Regions from separate parts of the Arachis hypogaea genome. Here region 1 is linked to region 2. The links are chromatin contacts, called in public Hi-C maps. All regions are on one chromosome and are shown on one strand. Each heading gives the region's core, a stretch centred on a gene start, on an enhancer-like site or on the middle of the called end of the contact. The rest is flanking DNA. Distances are from core to core; before and after follow the strand shown. Region 1 holds the start of LOC112790923 (protein BCCIP homolog). Region 2 holds the start of LOC112790927 (remorin).

Region 1 (4,262 bases), core at 1,226-3,725, 240 kb before region 2:
TCCTTATCATCCAGGTATGTTTGCAGCAAGGTCTTCACTCCATGAAAGTCATTGGGTTTAGGATCAAAAAAGGAAAAGTCTGCTTGGACAACTCCCTTAAGCAACAGAGACCATGTTTAATTAATATACTAAATAGATGCAACACTAGAGATAAATATTTGTATAAAAAGATATCTTACTTCAAACTCCTCATCAGAGGACTCATATTCTTTGGCTTTCTCCTTTAACGAGGACTTACCTAAGAAGTAGGTTAGAAATAGGGATTCGCAATACAAAACATCAGCTCACTTACAAATATAAGGCACTTCAAATAATACATTTATATTCTTGATCACAATTTATATTTCTTTTTTTTTTAAAGGAAAAGGAACTCTTACTAGCAGGTGTAGGCTTTTCATCAAATTTGGAGTGTTGGTGTTGCCGTTTGGGCATAGGAGAGGCCATTCGAGCCAGAGCACGAGCAAAAGGGGAGAATGTAAATGGCAAAGTTCTGGGCTGTTGGGAATGTGTTCTTGGCCTTCTGGGCATTTTGCACTGGAGTAGCTATAACAAATTTAACCGCATAGTCAGACTATTATGTACACATTATATTTAAGACAATCATCATTCAGAAAAGGCAGAACCTGAAAATATATACTTGACAAAGTTCCAAACACACGTAGTGGCAGAAAAGCTTATATCTTATGCTATGTGAATTTTTTTTTCAATAAGCAGAAACACTAATAACCTTAAAGCATGCATTTGACAAAAATATAAGCCTTTCTTTTAGACAGTAAGGCCTCTGCTAAATTTGCACCAATCTCAACCTCAATGATCATTAAGAGAGAAATAGGAAAATGTTTAGACCTCTGCAAGAGTAGTGCAGTTTGTAGAGGATGCCCAGTTCTTGGTCTATTCAACTTCAACCACTGTCCTACTTGCAGCTGCAGAGAAAAAGAATACAACTAAAAAACAAAAAGAAGAAACCATCAAGCCACCAACTCAATCCACATGCTAATATATGATTCCAGATCCCTAACAAAGAAACCACCAAGGCACCAACTCAATAAGAGAAGAATACCAAAAACTTAAGAACACGAACGTTAATTCTGATAAAACAAAAAAGGAAAAAAACATTGTCTATATAATCAAATCTGCATATATATACCAAACTATCTGCTTGAGATAGGGTTATGATTCCTTATTTGTTCTTGAGCTGATCATGGAACAAAATACACATTTTTATTGAAAAGTTTTAGCCATTTATTACTAGATTCTTCTACAAGAAATGAGTTTCATGCTCTCTGCAATTCAGAATAAAATTGTTCAGTCAATTTGTTTTTCCCATGTTCTTTCAATTCAATCATCATTGCAAAATAATATTTCCTAAATCCGCCCCTCCCCCCTCCCCCCAACCCTACTTCCTCAAATCTGTGTTTATATGTAGTAAATGATAGATTAGCATGCATAGATTAAGCAACAAGTCTTAAAAAATACCAAATTTTCATCCTCATCTTTTCTAGTTTCTGATCAATCACTTTAATACTATAGCAGAAATGGTGCACATAAGGTATACATATAAAATGGGGTATATACCATTACTCCACATTTTAGCAAACATAATAATTGCTTTAAAACATTGTTAATGTGGAGGCAACGATCAGCACATGTAATTGATAACAGGCCAGGATCATTACTTGTACTAAGTAGCTAGTGAAATTTTAGCACATAACATAAACATGAGTTGTAGCTGAGAAAAGTTGCAGAGAGAACAGATATCGTTCACATGGAAATTGGAAAGGAATGAACAAGAAAGGAAACCATGGAAAGGAATAAAGGCAGAACGAAGCAGAGAGTAGCAGAGAGAAGGAAATCTCGTTACCTTGGAACTCAGAAGTTTGAACGAAGCAGAGAGTTACTGCTGTGCGCGATGGCCGACGGCGGTCACCAGGTCGGCGGAGGCGAAGCTGATGTGGCTTAACCGACTGAGGAGGAGACAGGGAAGAATCGAAGAAAGCTACAGGTTCAACATAATTGCAGCAGCGATGGGTTAGAGACGACGGCAGCAGCGTGGGAGAGGACAGAGGAGTGATGTGTTAGGGTTTAGCCAATTAGCCGTTTAGGAGTGTTTGTTGTTTGGGCTTTGAGAGTATCCCATTTAAATTAGAAATCTTAAATATATTGTGTACATAACAGTCTGACGGTTAAATTTGTTATAGCTACTCCAGTGCAAAATGCTCGTGCTCTGGCTCGAATGGCCTCTCCTTCTATATTCCCAAACGGCAACAACAACAGTCATGAAAAGCCTACACGGCTACACCTGCTAGTAAGAGCTTTTTTTTTTTTTAATAAAGAAATATAAATTGTGATCAAGAATGTAAATCTATGTTTTGAAGTGTCTTATATTTGTAAGTGAGCTGATGTTTTGTATTGTGCATCCCTATTTTTAACCCACTTCTTAAGTAAGTCCTCGTTAAAGGAGAAAGCCGAAGAATATGAATCCTCTGAATGCCCTTAGGCATTGGCTTATACTAAATAATATAATTAGAAAAATTTACTCACAAAAAAAAAGGTAAAACTCTCAACAAGAATCCCAAACCGTACAACAAAATGCTCAATGTATACAAATATACGAAAAATACAATTGTAGCCTGACAAACTTCTTACATTAATCAATTTCTGGAATTTCACCTACCACTGCTATACAATGATGACACCTTGTCATGCATTAATCCTCACCCATTCCCTTTCTTAGCAACCATTTACATGTAAGAAAGAAAAAGAAAAAATTGACAATTTAAGTAGTCAGAAAAAAGAACAAGTGTTAGTAGTAGTTATAGATGCTGGTTGAATGTATATGTGACAATCTTTGTGTTATACTTGGTCATTAGCATTGACACAATCTCAAATGAATCTAAGATGAAAGGGCAAGTTCAGCCCAAGCCAAAGATGATCCCTTGAGATCCACGCTAATTGAAGTGTCAATTCTGCCCTCCAGAATGCTACATAATTCCCGCATTGACGGACGGCCGTTGGGGTCACCATTGATGCATTGAGATACCACCTCACATATTACTTTCAAGTCGTCTTCTCTGTAATGTTTTAACTCTGGATCCACCACACTTGACATCATTTCCGGTATCTCAAGATATTCCCTAGCCTGATAATGATAATTAAAAGCAAATAAAATGAAAAGTTTAGTTTCCTTACAATCTGTTGATACAAATTCAAGAAGTTGAATTGAGCGGTTACTTGAATTTTAAGTAAGCAGATAAAATTAGAGTTTCTTACCCAGTCCACCAAGTACCCTTTGTCCTTGCAATACGGAGGTCGTCCGCTGATTATTTCCAGTAGAAGTACTGCAACGCCGTATATGTTTCCTTTGGTGTCAAGACGACGTGCCTCCACGGAATTTGAAAGAAGGCACATGGAGCCCTGGCTGCCAATGGAACCAGAATTCTTCTCTGATCTTTCAAGAATTGTCTTCCAACTTTCAAAATCGACCAGCTGCGATTTAAGGTTTCAATAAAATGAGAAGGCATGGCAAGTGTAGTGTGTTAAATATAGGATACTCAATTACACTGTCTCAATTGGTGGGTCTGAACATTTAAACCAGTTTCAATGCATGCATACCTTTGGTGAAAAGTCTTCTGTAAGATATACAGCATTGGAATTCAACTCTGAGATAGTGAATGGTGGTTCAATTTCTGTGTGCAAATACTTGAGTCCACGAGCAATGCCTATAATAACTTTCATACGCCGTGTCCAAGACAATTGGCACCCTTCTTCATCTGCAGTCAAAATTCCTTTTTAAGAAACCAAAACGAATGGGAGAGAAAAAAATCATGTAAGGAGGAAAGAAACTTGACTTACAGCAATGTAGGTGCTCATAGAGTGTCCCATTTGAAGCATAATCAAAAACCAGCATCCTGGTAAAAGGATTGCTCTCTCTACAATAACCTAGCAGTTTTCCTGTATTCTCATGATTCAACCTTGCCAAGTCTGCCACCTGAATGGAATCAATAACAGAAAAATTAAGAACTTGTCTTGATTATTTGTCTGTCAGTTCTTGCACATTTTAGGAACTGCAATGTTCCATTACCTCTCTCTGAAAATAGAGCTCAAGGTAACCCGTCCAATGCTCTTCCTTAATGCAGAGGGAAATTACAGCAATCTCGGGTCCACCTTTCATTGTACCCTTGTAGACCACACTATCTGGTGAAGAACCAATTATGTTGCTGAAGTCTTCGCAGGCCACTTCAAGATCTTGTCTGCTATACTTC
Region 2 (3,787 bases), core at 1,261-3,760:
TTTAATTTCATCTAATTTTGTCTTTAATATTTTCAATTCATTCAATTTGTCAATAATATTTTTTATTTTCGTCAAAATTATTCCTTAATGTTTTAAATTTTGTCCTTAATATTTTAAATAAAATTAATGTCAAAATATAATTTTGACACAAATAAAAATATCAAAAATAAAATTAAATGTTAAAAATATTTTTTAAAAAATTACAAAAATTAAAAAATATATACTTTACCTTTATTAAAAATAAATAACTTTTGAATATATTAACTAAAAAATGATCGTAGAGTGAATTTAATTAAATGACTATGTAACTCTTGTTATAAAAAAAACTAATATTAACTCATGAATGCCTTCCTAGCCTTTCATTTTCTTACTAGTTTCCTTCTATTTATTTAATTTAATTTCTGGTATCGTTGAGTGAATATTTCATTAGTTTGGGCCCAGTGAGTAGCAATAAACAACTAGTTTTTTTAAAACGAACATTGATAGTGGGCTATTACTGGGCCAAAGTATACACTGTTTTTGGGTCAAGAAATCCACTTGAAGACCAAAAATATCCACTTTGTCTGAACAATGTTTTACAAGCGAGTGCAAAACGGGGGTTAGCCTTGCTCTGTTTGCCCTAATTTTCTAGTTCTCGTTTCTCTAAACAAATACTGGGAATCTGCGATCTTACAAAAAGGGAAAAATAAATAAATAAATAAAAAATAAAGAGCATAGGAATGGTGTAGGATTAGCATGATGAAGTAAGTAATGTGGTTAAGCATCATTCATCATTGCTTTCTGAAATGATACAGCAAATAGTTAGTATGAGGGGAATGTAGGTTGTTTAAGCAGAGAAGCAAGTGAAAACAAGATGATGATTGTCTGCGCCAATAGAATTAGAATTAGAGAGGAAGAAAGCGTTGCTGACGTTGTTGTTGTTGTTATCGTTGGAAGAAGCTTCCTTGATGTTCCTATTATGTGAATTGGAGACTCCTTTCGCCGCCTTCTTCTCCATTCTTCGCTTTGCCACGTACTCTTCTGAAATAAATACATCCATTCCTTTTAAATGTTTTTGTTTGTTGTGGAAATGAAGAAGATGGATTTGGAATGGTAAATGTAAAAATGTAGCGGTGGTGGTGGAACCGTGGAAGAGAAGAGCAAGAGCTAAATACGAGGTTGGTTGTTAAGTGATGAGAAGAAAAGAATGAGGTGGAGATACCATGGGCCTTGGTACCATGTTTTTATTTAAACTGCTTACTCTCAAGTCAAGTCTCGGGTACATAGTACCTACCTGCCTAGGAAGGGGGAGATATTTTTTTTGTTGACCAATGCAAAAAGAAACCTTTTCTTTATTTCTGCTTCATGTTTTATTTCTGTACTGACAACAATTTCGTCAGCCCTTGTCTTTCGAGAGCCTGCTTCTCACGCGGAAATGCGTGCAATACACAGGGTTTAGGCTTTGGCTAAAGAGAAAATTCCATTTGCAGCACCTAGGTTCTTACATTTATATAATCTCGTCAAATTAATAAAAATATTTTAAGCAAGGAATACTTAATGCTTTCATTTGTTAAATGACTTAAATCCAATGGGCTCAAAACATTACCATCATTTAATTTTGGTCATAACCTAAACCTTTTATACATCTACAGAAATGCAGTGGCAACCCAGAAAAATGAAAATTGGTCGATTAGAGGATATTTTCTACAATGTTACGGGGACAGCACATCCAACATTTTCTGCACACTGATCTCGTTGCAAGCTTTTTTTTTGTTCCAATTATTATTATAACCCATTTGATTATGTAACAATTATATCCAATAAGTGTGAATAATTCAATTATTAGTTGTCATCGGGTTCATATTTTTTAATTTTGAAATTCATCTACCAAAATTGCCACTTTTTGTCCATCTTTTACAACGTTACCAGTTGACAGACATGTCTTCAAACCAACCACTTATCATCTTTGTACGTTACTGTCATACCTTTTATAAGTGTAGAAGGTTTTGGTTCTTCTACATCAGTTTAATTTTTGTTACAACTATCTCATACTAGCATAGGAAGAGAAGGCTATAACTTAAGCACCAGAAAAATTCTCTTCACGGTGGATTAAATGAGCAACAATATTTTCTACTTTCCTACCTCTATGGCGATACTACATATTAAAGATGGTATGAAATATGAATTTAATCTCTCAGACTACTTATTATGCGTCAAAACTCAACATCATTGTGACATTCGTGTGATTAAATTGTAAGCATCATCTGCATTTGGAAACAACAAATTACAATGTGGCCACGTTGGTATAACGAATTAACAAAAGGCTAAATCATGACTCTTGTTGTCAATTCAATCAGTGAATCGAGGGCTCTTTCAAAGAGGCAAGATAGAACATCATCTAATTAATTACTGATTAAGGACAAATTAAAAATAATAAAAAGGTATCGCAACGTAACATTATTCGGTTACGCTTTGGTTCAAGAGCTGTTGCGTTGAGCAAAGAGGCATATATTATATATATATACTTGAGAAAATGTTATTGGGAGTGGAAGCGCCTCTTAAAGAAGAGTGGGAGTTAGGAGTTATTGTTAGAATCCAAAAGAATTAAAGGTGAAGCTTCACATATAGTGGTTTTCATCGGACTCTGCTAATATAGCTTAGGATGTTCATGGGAGAGACCTCTGACAATAACTCAAACTCATCGGACTCCGAGGATGTTCCTCACTACTCTTATACCGAAAACAATAAACTCCTCAAATATCAAGGTTCACACTCTCCTCTTGCATTATTGTTGGTGCTTGTGATTGCCACTTTTCTGCATATAAATAAATAATAATGTTACCTTAATTGCTGTGTCAAACGTTTTCGTATAGAGGCGGCAACTTCTTCTGCCAGAAAGGATACAGGGGATTTAGATGGTCCGCTTGCAAGACTTGAAGCAGAGAAGAAACGGGCTTTGATTAAAGCATGGGAAGAAAGTGAGAAGACTAAAATAGACAACAGGTATAATCATAAAGTTCCATCTGAGAAAGACTCTTATGAATATGTCAAAATATCACGTAAAATTATTCTGTAGTATATGTTGGTATATGAATTCGGTTAATATTAACAGGGCTTATAAGATGCAATTTGCTGTTGGATTATGGGAGGATAGCAAGAAAGCGTCGGTTGAGGCAAAGCTTAAGAAAAATGCTGTAATATATACCTGCTTTATTTGCTCCATTAATTATTCCATGTTAATTACATCCCTTCGTTTGATAAAAATGTGATCTAAATGCATGGCTTTAATTTGTTATAACAGGAAAAAATGGAGAGAAAGAAGGCTGAGTATTTCGAAAAGATGCAAAATAAAATTGCCGAAATTCATCGGATGGCAGAGGAAAAAAGAGCAGGAATTGAAGCTCAAAGAGGGAAAGGATTGCTCAAGATAGAGGACACTGCTGAGAATTTTCGCACACGTGGCTATTCCCCAAAGAAAATCCTTTCATGCTTTAGTGCTTAAGCTTTTTTAATTTGTTTTTTAAAGAAAGGATCAGACTCTCACAGTCATCGCCTTCTGTGATTGTTTTCCGGTATAATGGTATGTGCTGTTGACATAATCGTTACTAGGCTTGAAAACAAAAACCCAAAACATAAAGATAAAGATAAATTAATTTTTTATATTATATTTGGTATAAAATAGGATGAATTCAGATATATTTTAGTATTATATTTAATTTAAAATAAATATAAAAATTAATAGATAAATTTAAAATGTAAAAAGTTAAATGTATATATTTTTTTTAAAAAAATTATTATTAAAATTTTA

What was found. Hi-C and Micro-C count contacts between places; a contact is called where the count stands out from the background.
Region 1: a contact with region 2 is called in a Hi-C map of leaf, with 4 times the contacts expected there. The contact joins the promoter of LOC112790923 here to the promoter of LOC112790927 in region 2. A contact is called at or near these places in 2 of 8 Hi-C or Micro-C datasets (both in leaf).

The regions. Positions count from the first base shown.
Region 1 is chr3:112,316,322-112,320,583 of arahy.Tifrunner.gnm2.J5K5, forward strand. It overlaps LOC112790923 (protein BCCIP homolog), which reads right to left and starts at 2,476. Exons shown (of 10, transcript XM_025833548.2): 1 at 1,862-2,476; 2 at 847-944; 3 at 378-543; 4 at 180-238; 5 at 1-95. The coding sequence starts at 528. It overlaps LOC112790922 (probable LRR receptor-like serine/threonine-protein kinase At1g63430), which reads right to left. Exons shown (of 13, transcript XM_025833546.3): 9 at 4,082-4,262; 10 at 3,853-3,988; 11 at 3,613-3,770; 12 at 3,271-3,486; 13 at 2,581-3,139. The coding sequence ends at 2,894.
Region 2 is chr3:112,551,846-112,555,632 of arahy.Tifrunner.gnm2.J5K5, forward strand. LOC112790927 (remorin) reads left to right here and starts at 2,511. Exons shown (of 4, transcript XM_025833555.2): 1 at 2,511-2,744; 2 at 2,853-2,982; 3 at 3,092-3,173; 4 at 3,281-3,644. The coding sequence starts at 2,642. The coding sequence ends at 3,481.